Linked DNA regions of Danio rerio: region 2 is linked to region 1. The links are chromatin contacts, called in public Micro-C maps. All regions are on one chromosome and are shown on one strand. Each heading gives the region's core, a stretch centred on a gene start, on an enhancer-like site or on the middle of the called end of the contact. The rest is flanking DNA. Distances are from core to core; before and after follow the strand shown. Region 1 holds the start of si:ch211-199g17.9. Region 2 holds the start of cap1 (CAP, adenylate cyclase-associated protein 1 (yeast)).

Region 1 (7,051 bases), core at 3,298-5,797:
AGTTGCTTTTTGGATGTCCCTTTCATGATCCTGTTTTACATGTTATAGCACAGATCGATTAACGTTATTGCATCACCACTATCCACGTTTCAAATTTTCATGTAATTTCATTTCATGACACTCTTAATCAGAGTTTTGTCTTAATCGTATTAAAAACAGATTATTGGTGTCCATGTAAATGTACTCGTTGTAAATCTTTAAACCGTATCCTAGGTTGTGCAGATTTTGTCACTTTGTTTTAACATGCTGTACACGTATGTAAAATGGCTTTTCAAATGTAATTAATTGCGGTTTGTAAGATAACTCAATTTTGTTATGTCTATATTGTGATATATTTTAGTCAGTGCTGCCAGATATAGCTGACATTTTCCAGCCTAAAAACCGCCCAAAATATTAGATTAATATTTTATTTCTTTAATTTATTAAAACAAAATAACCTAGTTACTTTTACTGTTATAATTGTTTAACCATACAGCAACTAACTCAAGCAGTCACATAACCACTACATAACCTGCTCACATCGAAACACTGCCACCGCTCTCACCCGCACACTGCCCTTATTGTGGTGTATATTACACTACCTATTAGAGTATGTTTTATTTTCAAAATAGGGTATAAATTTGTCCTATTTATGCATTTTAAATTCTTTTGAACATAATTAGGTGCTGCTTGTCAATCAGACTACACTTCTACACTGCAAAAAATGCTTTTCTTAGTTAGATTTTTTTGTCTTGTTTCTAGTCTAAATATCTAAAAATTCTTACATCAACAAGCATTTTCTAGGTTAGCAAAACATATCGTCTTGTTTTAAGAAATAATATGCCGATATTAGGTGAGTTTTCCATAAAACAAGTAAAATAATCTGCCAATGGGGTAAGCAAAATAATCTTGTTTTTCCTTTTGACATAAGATTAATTTGCTTACCCCATTGGCAGATTATTTTGCTTGTTTTAAGGAAAAACTCACTTTATTTTGGCATATTATTTCTTAAAAGAAGGCGATTATGTTTTATTTGTCTATAAAATTATTCTTGATTTAATAATTAATAATTTAGATATTTGGGCTAGAAACAAGACAAAAAATCTAAGCACGGAAAGCATTTTTACAGTGTACTTTTGTTCTTGCTGTCAGTTGCAAGCAAAGGGGAGTCAGATTTTGATATAACTTTCCTTCTTCCTAATGCATGTTGGCCCACACGGTTTGCACTATGCACTGGCTACTACTTACTGAACGGAGTAGGAGCACACAGTTATGTTTTGTTAAATATGTTGCATACAATATTAACGTTTCAAAATCCCCATATTTTGTCAACCAGCTTATGTTTTAATAGTATGCAAAGGTTTTTGCTTCAAACAACAACAACAACAACAAACTGTGAGTTTACGTAAAAATAAATCAAAATGATTCAAAAAATATTCTCTGTGAACAAATAAAAATAAATGAAGGAAGGAAGGATATAACAATTTTGTCCAAATCAAGACTAATCAGTCTTGCCAGGAAATTAAATTGTGAGAAAAAATATAAAGCTACATTTTCCATTATTTGGACTACTTTTATCTTGACAAACCATCAAGATCTTTAAAAATATTCTTGTTTATTTTTTTGTGACATAAGATTAATTTGTGTACATCGTTAGCTTGTTTTACGGAAAAACTTTTTTAAAAATAATTTTGACATTATTTCTTAAAACAAGATTTTTTTTTTTTTTTTGTCTAGAAAATGTGTCTTGATTTAAGAATTATTAAATATTTGGGCTAGAAACGAGACAAAAAAATCGAAGAAAAGCATTTTTTGCAAAAAAAAATAATTATTACAGACAGATTCTTCTCTTCCCAAAGGTCCCATTCCAACTCTCAATCGTCCAGCAGAATGTATCCCTCCTCCTTCAAAGAAACGTCCCATTGAAGATCAAGATGAAGCTCCAACTTGTGAGATGCACAAAAAAATAAAGACCGAAAATCCTGACATGCCTAACACCAGTGCTAATGAAGTAAAGAAGACTGTGTTTAAGGTAAGCCTGTCTCTGCAGGCTGGACCCCCCATTGTCATCGAGAGAGCACCTCTAAAAGACAAGACCACCATAGCGCCAGAGATCGAAGAGCAAAACACACGTTCTCAGCTTTGCATTTACGGCTGTCCACACTCAGTCGACAACACCACACAGCAGGAACTCCTTCACACGGACAACCACACACTGACGGCTACAGACTCTGAGCAGCTCGTGATTCCAGCTCAGTTTGACCACACGGAGCTGTTCAGTAGTCAAACTGAGCGGTCTCAGATGCTGGAGGACTGTGGTCCAGTGGTCACTGTGCAGCGTGCTGATTGGCCGGAGCAGAATTATTGGGACTTCAGAAACAGCCAATGGCAGAGCAGAGATGCAGGTGCTCACGCTGAGTGTGCAGGGTACATGCAGTACTGGTGGTGATTCTGAGCCTTCGAGAGAACAAATAATACAAGGACATTTGGCAGAGGATGCAGCAAACCATTTTGCTAAATAATTGAGTCCAAATAGTACAACTTCAGATTTTAATCAGATCAATTTACGTGAAGTTTTCATTAGTGTACTTAATTTGGCCTTCTCCATCAAAGTGATGGTGATTATGTATTATTAGTTTGCATGTATATACAGTAGTACATGTATACATGCATATGTGATGGTGTCATAAATGTATGCATATATATATGTATATACATGCATACATATGACACCAACCCAAGCATGTATACGGTATGTATATGTGTACTACATAAACGTGTGTACATGTAATGCATAAACGATATATATGCGCACATACATATAAATGTATACAAACACACATTTGAGTGTGTGTGTGTGTATATATTTAGATAGCATTGCTGTTTTGTAGTAAACAGAAACATATAAAGAGTTCAGATGCAAAAAAACTCTAAATGAGCATTTTTTCCTCAGTCTCCTATGTTTATATGCTGTCATTGGACTTTAAAGGCAATGAAAATAACATATTCATCACCATAAAAGTAAAACGTATAAAACTACACAGAAAAAAAAATAGAAAAATGCTAATTTTAGAAGATTTATGATGGCATTTAGAGGCTTTCGCATCTGCTCTCTTCTTAAATCCTCTGTGTTCCCAGTTTGTTTGTGTAAATAGTAAATATACCTGTTAATTTGCATTCAGTAGCATTAACTGTCATTGCAATATTTTTTCCAGATATAAGCATACATTTACAATTTGGAGAAAAAAGTTGCTCATTTAGTTGCAGGATTAAGCAAACAAAATCTTAATCTTAATAATCCCTTCTCTGAGAACAACAACATTTATTAAAACAAAATCAAAAAGGTTTTCCTAAACCAGAATCATTTTAAAAAGTGATGGATTGGTAATCAGCACCAGCTACTGTAGATAAAGAAACATAATAAAGTAAGAAAAATACCCCTCAAACATTAATTAATAGCTTTTTCACATAATTGTTTTTGCCTTTCAATTTTTGTTCCCCAGAACGGCTTCATTTTTTTAAGTGCGCTATTTTTTAAGTATTATTTAGCAGAATCGTTTAGTTGCTATTACATTTACATTTAGTTAAGGTATATGCATATTTGGGTTCAAAAATTATATTTTGTTTGGAGAACTATATATAAAACAAGTTAACATTTATTTATATAGAGTGAGCGTGTTGCTGTTTACTAGTTAACAAATGCAAGTTTGTTACCAATGACCATTAACAGATGGTCAGATATACCAGTTCCTTTTCATATTTTGAAGCATTAATTCCTTTATCTCTGGTACAGAACTCTGCAAATGAGATGTCAACTCTATTTTTAGAAGATTTGAAGAAAATTTAGTTTATATGCATTCATAAGCTAAGCTAAAGTTATGTTGTTATTAGTTTAAATGTTAAATACTTTTCATTCACCTGGTTTGAAGTTAGCAGCAGCACTTGGAAGTGCATTTTCTTTCTTTCAAAGTTATAGTTATCGAATGTGTTTCAAACAGACAGACAGGCAACACAGATTAGCTTTTGTTGTTTTGTTAATTTCACTGGTTTTATTACTGAACATGTTCATATTGTTGTTATACCAAGAGTAGATGTTTTGAGAATCAGCCAATTTCTTAAGTTTTATTTTTTTGTCGTGGCTGACAGAACTGACTTTAAAGTGTTAAATGTGAAATCATTTGTATTATAACTGATTATTTTAACATCAAATACATACTTCTTTAATAAAATGTGTATTTTCACAAACATTGTTTGGGTAAATCTGTTTTTTAAACATTATTGCACATTTTAACCTAGTTGATTAGAGTATTTAAAAAAAAATATTATTTTAATTGTTAACACAGACAAGTAGTCTCATTCAAAACGTATCAATTTAGTTTAATTAAAACTAGTAGTAAAGCGAATGAAGAAAATGATTTGGTAATTTGCCAATCATTTTATATTAAGTCATAATTCAAGTCCTCATACAGTACCTTGATTGACCAATTGATGGCGCCAAATGAGCAATTTAAAACCAAACGGCAGTTAAAGCGATTTGAGGCGTATTAGTAGTATTATAGAGCAAAAAAACGGCTTGTAAGTCAGTATTGATACATTTTTAAGTTGTTGAAAACATAATTCTGCACATTATACTTATTAATATATATCCACAGTTCAACAAGAATGTATAACATTTAGCAAACACTCCGTGTGAAGTGAACGTCGTTTAAAAGTACGCGAGGACGAGCAACTGACATCTGAACGTCCACATCCTCATCACTATATTCATTTATTTACCTTTCATAATTATACTGTAATTACCAAGATATTTTTATCCTATTTAAGCAGTACCTGGAGCCGTAATGAGTGAGTTACTTGGTAGGTTGTTTTGCTTTCTTCTTTGTTTTTGTGTATTGATGTTGACTAGTGAGCTGAGCAGGTTAAGTTTGATTTTCGAGTGTGATTGTTTTGTACAGAGTCATCATTCAGCATCGAAGACATTATTAAGACATCAAAAAGCCCAGGTATGACATGACTCATTGACTTATAATCAATTACATTCCGATTCAAATTACATTAGTAAGTTAACAATGTCCCCACTGTACTTAACCAAAGAGTTTCGGTACTGTTTGTGCTTTTTTTGTTTATATGTGGACAGGGCTTAGGGCCTAGCCCATATGTTCAACGAAAAAAAGGAAATTTTACTTAACGTTACCATTTACTCACCCTCAAGTGGTTATAAACCTTTATGTTTAATTTCTTCTGTTAAACACACAAGAAGATGTTTTGAAGAAAGCTGAAAACCATTGATTGCCATAGTCAGGAAAAACAAATACTACGGAGGTCAATGGTTATATATATATATATATATATATATATATATATATATATATATATATATATATATATATATATATATATATATATATATATTTTTTTTTTTTTTTTTTTTTAAGCTTTTTTACAAAAATGTGTTCTTTTGTGATCTATAGTACAAAAGATAGGATGTCAAACTGGTTTGGAATAAGTAAAGGGTGTGTAAATAATACAATTATTATTATATATATAATATATTAATTATATTATTATATACCCTTCAATCAATGTCTACTCAATGTGACTGGAAGATATTGTATTGTGTTTACTTTATAACATTTAATTTTTCTATAGACAGCCGAGCCGAACTGAAACCAGAGGAGCTTATAACCCAGCTCAGAAAGCTACAGCAAGGTCAGTTGTCATCTATAAACTGTAAATCAGACAATCAATCTCAGTATAAATCAAAAATTAACCCCACTTTATTGATTTCAGTCAAGAAAATCCTTGAAGAAGAAGTGACGGAAGTAATGCTCCTCAAATGTGCTAGGAAGCAGGAGGAGGATGCCTGTATGTGTATAATGAACATGAATGAGTTTGGATTGTACTGTCCTATTCATTCAAATGAGGATTATGACGATTGTATTTTATATTACAGTAGCTGCAGAAGCGTTAAAGTTGGAAGGGACGTTGAATGCGAAGGAAGGTACTGTAGTATAAAACAAAAACTGAGGCATTTGCTTTTATATAACCCTGTATAGCAATCTTAAAACGTAACCCCACACATTAAATTTCCTATTAATTACATTTAAGATTTGTTATAAGACACATTTTCCTGCCCTACAGAGTTAAATAGATCTCTGCAGCTCAAATGTGAGGACCTCCAGCTTGAGGCACAAAGGTAAGCATATGTCAGTATCATAATAACACTCACGGTTATTTAATCTGAATCACATGTGAACCACAATGAGACACATTGAGCTTTGGTCTCGGGTCAAATAGTTTACTACAGGGTGTGTATTGACTCAATAACTTACACAAATCATATTAAAAGTAGGACAATGAAGAGGGAGCAGCCTTTTGTTGTCGTTTTGCTAAAAAATGTTTCGCGAAACGCACCGAGAGTCGTGATTGTATTTGATTTCAAATCTAATTTGTAACTTTGCAGGCAGCTGGAGCAGAATCATCAGAAAGAGGAACTGGTCAAGCAGTACAGCTTTCAGATCCAGGAGACAAAATTAAAGCACAGAAAGATTCGGTATGATGACTCACTGTTTTAAATAGCAGACTCCTAGTATTACATAGACGCTAGATATGAGATGATGTCACAGAATTGTTGTAGGCGTATTAGCATTAATAAACTGCTAAGCATATTTACACTACCTGACAAAAGTCATGTCGCCTATTCAAGTTTTAGGAACAACAAATAATATCTTGACTTCTTATTGATCATTTGGTATAAGAAGTGGCTTACATGAAAGGCAAAAGCCTCTAGATTACGCTTATTTCACCGAAATAAAATATGATCATGCCTTGATTTTTAATTATTTAATTAGGACAGTAAGCTCTGGCTTTTCTTAGATAAAAGTCTTGTCACTTAACAGAAATAATGTCCAGCATAGAATATAAAGTCATGCTGCAGTGGAAACAGAATGAATATTGTGTCTGACTCCATCATGAGCTTGGAGGACTGCATCCATACATCTCTGCAATGACTCAAATCACTGATTAATAAAGTCATCTGGAATGGCAAAGAAAGCGTTCTTGCAGGACTCCC
Region 2 (7,051 bases), core at 1,993-4,492, 110 kb after region 1:
GTGTTACAATAATATAGAAGTGTACACACTCACCGGCCATTTTATTAGGTACCCCTACTAGTACCCCTTTCCACCACATCCCAAAGGTGCTCTATTGGATTGAGATCTGGTGGCTGTCGAGGCCATTTGAGTACAGTAAAGTCATTGTCATGTTCAAGAAACCAGTCTGAGATGATTCACGCTTTATGACATGGTGTGTTATCCTGCTGGAAGTAGCCATCAGAAGATGGAGACACTGTGGTCATAAAGGGATGGACATGGTCAACAATACTCAGGTAGGCTGTGGCGTTAACACGATGCTCAATTGGTACTAATGAGCCCAAAGTGTGCCAAGAAAATATCGCCCACACCATTACACCACCACCACCAGCCTGAACCGTTGATACAAGGCAGTAGGTCTGTATGATTAATAGGCACTAAATAAATATTGTTTATGGATAAAAGATTTGATAAAATAGAAAAAGTTGAAAATAAAGCTGATTCAACTAAACTGAATCAGAATTACGTCACAGTTGTTCGTGGCAGATTGAAGAAATCCTGAACATTATACTAATAATCAACTGGAGGAGAGTGTAATCAGAACAATATGCAAGTGTGTATAAATAAATTAGGAGCATTACAGGAAAGCTATCTAAACCTAATCATGAAATGTAGGGACTGAACAAATAAATATTGATAAAATAGAAAAGTAAGAAAAATAAACAAAACTTTTTATTTATTATAAACTTTGAAACATTAATTAAACTAATAATACAAATTCAGATATAAACTATATCCAGGAACATTACAGGAATTGCAAAAACACAACCAGAAATGATAATGAAGCAAAAACATAACAGGTGTTTTGTAATACAAGTATTACAAAATACTTCATTCATTCATTCATTCATTCATTTTCTTGTCGGCTTAGTCCCTTTATTAATCCGGGGTCGCCACAGCGGAATGAACCGCCAACTTATCCAGCAGATTTTTATGCACCGGATGCCCTTCCAGCTGCAACCCATCTCTGGGAAACAACCACACATACACTCATACACTACGGACAATTTAGCCTACCCAATTCACCTGTACCGCATGTCTTTGGACTGTGGGGGAAACCGGAGCACCCAGAGAAAACCAACGCAAACGCAGGAAAAACATGCAAACTCCTGACTGAAACACCAACTGAGCTGAGCTGAGCCCCAGCGACCTTCTTGCTGTGAGGTGACAGCACTACCTACTGCGCCATTGCATCGCCACAAAATACTTCTATACATATAAACAAAAATAATAACTTAGGATAAAATCATCGACTGCAGCGGGGATCAGTACCAGAGAAACATTCCTTCATGAAATCTAACATTAAGTCACTCTTTTTTTTGTTTTTAATTTGCATTAGAGACTCTTTCAAAGATTCCATTTCTAATAAAAATATATTGCAGTTTTGTATACATTTAGAAAATTTCTATTTGTGAATAAAATATTTACCTTGTAAGATATAAACATTAATGACGTACTCGAATGTTCTATAGTGTGTGTGAAAAAGAGCAAATGATTTCTTTTAAAGAGAGCCTGTAATCAACATTTCTTTGCCCAAATAACACGTCACTAACGTCATTCCAAAATTTAAGAGAGACATCACAGTTATACAGATGAGAGGAGTCTTCCATGAATTTAGATAAAATTACTTTGCAAGGATACATTTTGTGAAATATTTTAAAGTGCACTACTTTAACCTTATTTAAAAGGCAAAATTTAAACGGGATTGATCGGGTAGCTTTCCAATTAATATCAATAATTTTTTTCATTCCAATAATATTTCCCTCTAGGGGATAATAAATCTTTTTTTTAAAATAACTTTTATTTAGAAAAGAAGAAATTTACAATATAAATCAGGAAGTAGAAGAATGAAATACAAGAGTATACAATTACACAGTGATAAGAACAATAAGTAAAAAGAAAAGATTAATAGAAAGAAAATAAAAGAGAGAACAAGATGAGGAAAGGGGAAGTACAAAATTAAATTAAATAAAAAATACAGAAAGCATTAATTACTAATATACTGCAAGCATGATATTTTCACAAGTTTCTATTAACTTGCAGAATTTTTTGTTGTTATAGACGTATAGCTTTAAGCATGGAATCAATTTCAATAAAAAAATGGGTAAACGAGGGAGAGGATTTAAGAAATTTTGTTTGTGGATAAAGAATTTTGCATAAAAAAGTAATATATATATATATATATATATATATATATATATATATATATATATATATATATATATATATATATATATATATATATATATTTATTTTCTTAATTTTTGTTCAACAAATAATATCTTTCAGTTGAATGATTTGTTTTGTTGATTGGGATTTACTCAAATAATTCTATAGATCAGACCATTTTTAATGAGATTTTACATGTAAAAAACATGTAAACAAAGTTTCCTCATTTTCCTGACAAAAGGAACAAGTATCTGCAATATCAGTACATTTTGAGATAAATGCATTGGCCGGGTATATTTTGTGTAGAATTTTAAAATGGATTTCATTTGCTTTGTTTGGGATTACATATTTATATTGGAGAAGCCGTGTTCTTTTCCAATCAATATCCTCTATTAATGCTGACCAATATGATTTCCCTCTTGGAACAATTCGATTTTTTTGTTGTTGGAGAATTCGAGGGATAAGTTTGTTGTTGCATTGCTTATCATACACACTAATACCTTCTAATAATAAAGAGGGTTCTATGGTTTTTGGCTTATATATGAAATATGATTTTTGTTAGATGCATTACTTCTTTTGGGATAGCATTTACAATAATGCAAATTTCTTGAATGGGATTGGAAATTGATGAATTTTTATAAACTGCTCATAAGTTAACAAGTTTTCCAAGTCATCAAGGGGATAATAAATCTGAAAACTAAGCACTTTCATAATTACGTCACATTTCCTCATAGCGGACTGGGGGAATTCTGCACATTATATCATATCAGCTTTCCATAATGTAACGTTAATCATAACTATAAACTAATTCGTTCTCAGGCTTGAGTGTTGAATCTTCCTGTTCCTGTTTTTCTCTGTTTCATCTCTCCATCATCACACACTCCTTCTCTCTCTCTCTTTCTCTCCTTTGTCCTTATAAGGAAGTGGAGCAGTTGGTGGAGTTTGGGCGGAAACGGCGCGCAGTGACAGCTGGGAACTTCAACACGCTCATACAGGAAGAGAACGCAGACGGAGAGCCGAAACACACCCATACAACATCCCAACTAAAGCAGGACCACCGGAACATTATTCACACGGCGACGGTAAGCAGAGCACGCGGAATGCATTGTTTACAGGATTACATATCTATGAGGAACGACTTGCCGGCGGAAATCTGCGCAAATCATGACAACTGAAACGGGCATCGCTCGCAATATAGCTGTAATACGTGCATATTACATACAGTGGCATTATGCTTTGTATGTTTATTATATATCTGTGCATATGTGTACATTTCATATCAGCACTGAAACGCGTCGGTTGGAAAAGTTCCTGATCTTGCAGAGCTCAGCGGTTGTGATGGGAAGTCTCTTTTGCGAATCGGTTCCTTTGAACACTTCGAAATGTTAAACGATTCTTTGGCGGCTTTAACGTTACATAATTTTCATTTTTCTTTTAGCGTCTGCGTTTATATATTTAACCCATAAATGTTTAATTATCATATATTTTAGCAAGAGATTAAAACCTAGCATATTCATTATTGTTGGTTTTCGTTCCTGAGTTGATTAGACTTGAAACTGACTCAATGAGAAACCGATTCACTCAGAAGATCCGACTCGAATGAACGCTTAAAATCGCATAGACTGCGAATGTAGGAAGTGGGGCGGGCGTCAAGTGCAGGAAATCCAAACACAAGCTCGTCGTGGACGATATATTGCTTCCGTTTTCAGGTTATTTTCTATAAACAGTCGCTCTTTATTGTGTGAACGAGCTCGCGAGTGTGGCCCCGGCCGGCCTGATTATTCAGTCAAATCACATCACATCACATCACATCACATCTCTTGGCTTGCCTCCTGCCTCGTATCCTATTGCAATCCAATTAATGGCTTGATTTCCTGTCAAGAAACACAGTGAGCGTGTATTGTGTCGCGTGTTTTTTATTTTAATGAATGTGGCACAGCTCATCCTGCGCTATGCCGAGAATGGATGTGATCTGGCCTAGTTTTGAAGCATAAATGACCTGTTTTGTGTCCAGAAGCACAGCTTGCTGCAATATACTTGAGGTTTGAATGTCGCCTCAATATACTGTAGTTTTATCGTGATTTGTGTATCTTTAGGGTGTTGCCTATACAATTTAGTGCAGGTGTGTATTGCAGAGCTGCTGTACTAAACTAAAGCAAACTATTGCCTTCAAGGGTTAGTTCACCCACACATGTAAATACCTTCACCTTTTGATCAATCTCAAGTCCTTCTGTTGAACACAAAGTCAGGTATTTTGAAAAATGTTGTAAACTAAAAAAAGCAGCCCTTGAACATGAAATAATATTGAAGTTAATGGCAGTTTTTTTTTCTTTGTGTTCCTTTGTGTTAAACTGAACTCAAACAGGTTTTTATTAAATGAAGGGAGAGTCAAGGATTGCAGAATATTTGGGCCAACTATCTTTCTAAGTTTGTCTTAATGCTTCACCTAGTGAAGTTCAAGTCAAAGTTGTGGCCGTTTTTTTCTCTGAACTGCAGCTTTATTTCTTGCATTTTTGAGAAAAATTAATATTTTTATCCATTTCTCAGTGAATATAGGTGATATATTTTGGTGCATTTAAACAAAACAGAATTATTACAGATATATTTATTCAAATAATATTTTAGTCACCAAACATATTTAGAAATTGAAAGTCAATACAATTAAATTCAAGCTATATATATATAAAATTATCAACTACAAAATTAAGTGTTTAAATTTTTTGCTGCATGATTTTTTTTTTCCTCTTTTAAATTTTTTTTTTTTTTTGTGACATATATTTATTACTTTTTTCAATTTGCATATCACAACAGATTACACATTTCCAGAATAATAGTCATGAAGACACAGCAAATTTTTTACACCATATTCTCCCTTTTCAGGAATCAAGGAATTTCAAGAAGTTATTAAAAGGTCTCCAGATATCTTCAAACACTTTTTGTTTCTTTTTGACGATGTATGAGATCTTTTCCATTGACAAACTTGACTCCATGTCTTTAATCCACTTTTCAATTCTAGGTTCATTTACATATTTCCAATCACGAGCAATAATGCGTTTAAAAATCTTACAATCCAAACTCTTTTTTTAAAAATTTGTATTTAATATTTTCATAACAGAAATTTGGGTGTAGAGTTTTAAATTAGCTTCAAATTTGGCTTCAGTACTGACTGATCTAATGTATATGCACAGATATAATATTGTAAAGCTTCCTATTTATAATATGAATTCAACAGGTAGATATGTAAAGGGTGTACTTGTGTATGCTGAGCACTGTATAAACCTTTAGAAATCACTAGTTTTGTCCTCTTCAGTGCAGTATATCTTGCAAATCTGATTTTTTTAACTAAGTTTGTGTTGCTATTCTAAAATAGACATGAACTTATGCATCAGTAGAAACAATTAGACCCTCAAAAAGATTTAAAGTTTGGCAGAAATGTTAAGTTACATTTTTTTTTTTAAGATCTGAGGAAGGAACAGGCTTCAATTAATAACAAGTAACCCAGAAAAATACATTTTAATAATAAATTTGAAGGCAACCCAAATTGATTATTTAGTTAGATTTTTTTTCTTTCTAAATGGGTGATAGCTTTAGTAACTCTTATAATAATAATAATAATAATAATAATGTTGAGATGGCTAGATGGCTGTTTCAGAATAATTATTGCCTCTTGTGAACACCAGGATCCAGTCTAAAACACAAGGCAATTTGACTAAACTAATTTGAATGTGTATATATTTTCTTACAATATGGGAGAAAGAAAAAATGGCGAAAGAACAAATTTGACTCTAGTTTGACTTCAGCCTGCGTGTGCACTTCTGCCAGAGCTGCTATCTTTATTACATTTGGCCAAAGTTGAGATTCTGCTGACTGTTTGTATGATTCGCTCATGTGTTTTTATTTCTTCAACAGCGAATTTGCATCTGTAATTTATTATGTATTTTTTGTCCTGTGTAATCAAGTGTTTCGCTCACTCCAGCCTCAGTCAGGCTGCACAATTTATCGTTTCTGCATTGATATTGTAGATTCTGCAATGTGACCACTGCAGATTCACACATTGCAATATCAAGTTGGGATTTTTTATATTTATATCTATATAGGTGTTATTTTTGCATTTGGTTATTGAATGTCTGTACATTATTACTGTTAAGACTTAAAAAAATATAAAAAAAATTATTTATTTAAAAATGTATTTATTAAAATCTATTTATTTATTTATTTATTTCCATTTTCATCTGTGCTTAAATTTGTTTATTGTATTTTGCCTATTTTTTGATAATTTTGTATTTTTATGCAGATGTGCTCCCCTACAAAATCATCCCAACCAATGTAAAACTATGCATTCTTTCCAAATAGTTGCTCAAGTCATGTTGTGGAATTTTTATTAATATCGCAATATATCGCAGAAAAGCAAAACATTGCGATGTCCGTTTTTTTTTTCCAGTATTGTTCAGCCCTTTGTCCAATATTGTGCAATCCATAGCCACTTGTGCCCACAGAGGAATCGGTTCTTGTTTTAATAATCAATATGAAATTACTTTATTACTTTATTTACTTTATCAATTTCATCCTTGTGTGCTGTTGGGGATGTTTTCATCCACTCTGAGGTGATTTTGAGTCTTAATTTGGCCACTAGTTACTTTGTTTCTGCAAACTAAGGGCACTCTGGGCAAATTGACTCCCCTTTCAATATGTTGGTGGCTGTTTTTGCCCCATTGGCCTCCATTTATAATAACAGTTTTGGATTGCAAAGCCATGACACCATATAATCATGCATTCATGATTGTAAGTTTTCCCTGTTGGAAATGTGCAATTTTTTTTTTACTGGGGGTGATCATCAGTTTCA

What was found. A called contact is a pair of places that touch in the nucleus more often than the background predicts.
Region 2: a Micro-C map of caudal fin shows a contact between it and region 1, with 6 times the contacts expected there. The contact joins the promoter of cap1 here to the promoter of si:ch211-199g17.9 in region 1. A contact is called at or near these places in 1 of 18 Hi-C or Micro-C datasets (caudal fin) and 1 of 4 datasets of contacts at active chromatin or transcription factors (gastrula embryo).

Annotation. Positions count from the first base shown.
Region 1 is chr19:46,433,213-46,440,263 of GRCz12tu, forward strand. si:ch211-199g17.9 reads left to right here and starts at 4,548. Exons shown (of 10, transcript NM_001328704.2): 1 at 4,548-4,836; 2 at 4,935-4,982; 3 at 5,629-5,688; 4 at 5,770-5,844; 5 at 5,933-5,980; 6 at 6,121-6,175; 7 at 6,443-6,532. The coding sequence starts at 4,821. It overlaps si:ch211-199g17.2, which reads left to right. Exons shown (of 14, transcript XM_017352311.4): 14 at 1,839-4,224. The coding sequence ends at 2,428.
Region 2 is chr19:46,547,620-46,554,670 of GRCz12tu, forward strand. cap1 (CAP, adenylate cyclase-associated protein 1 (yeast)) reads left to right here and starts at 3,243. Exons shown (of 13, transcript NM_199909.2): 1 at 3,243-3,290.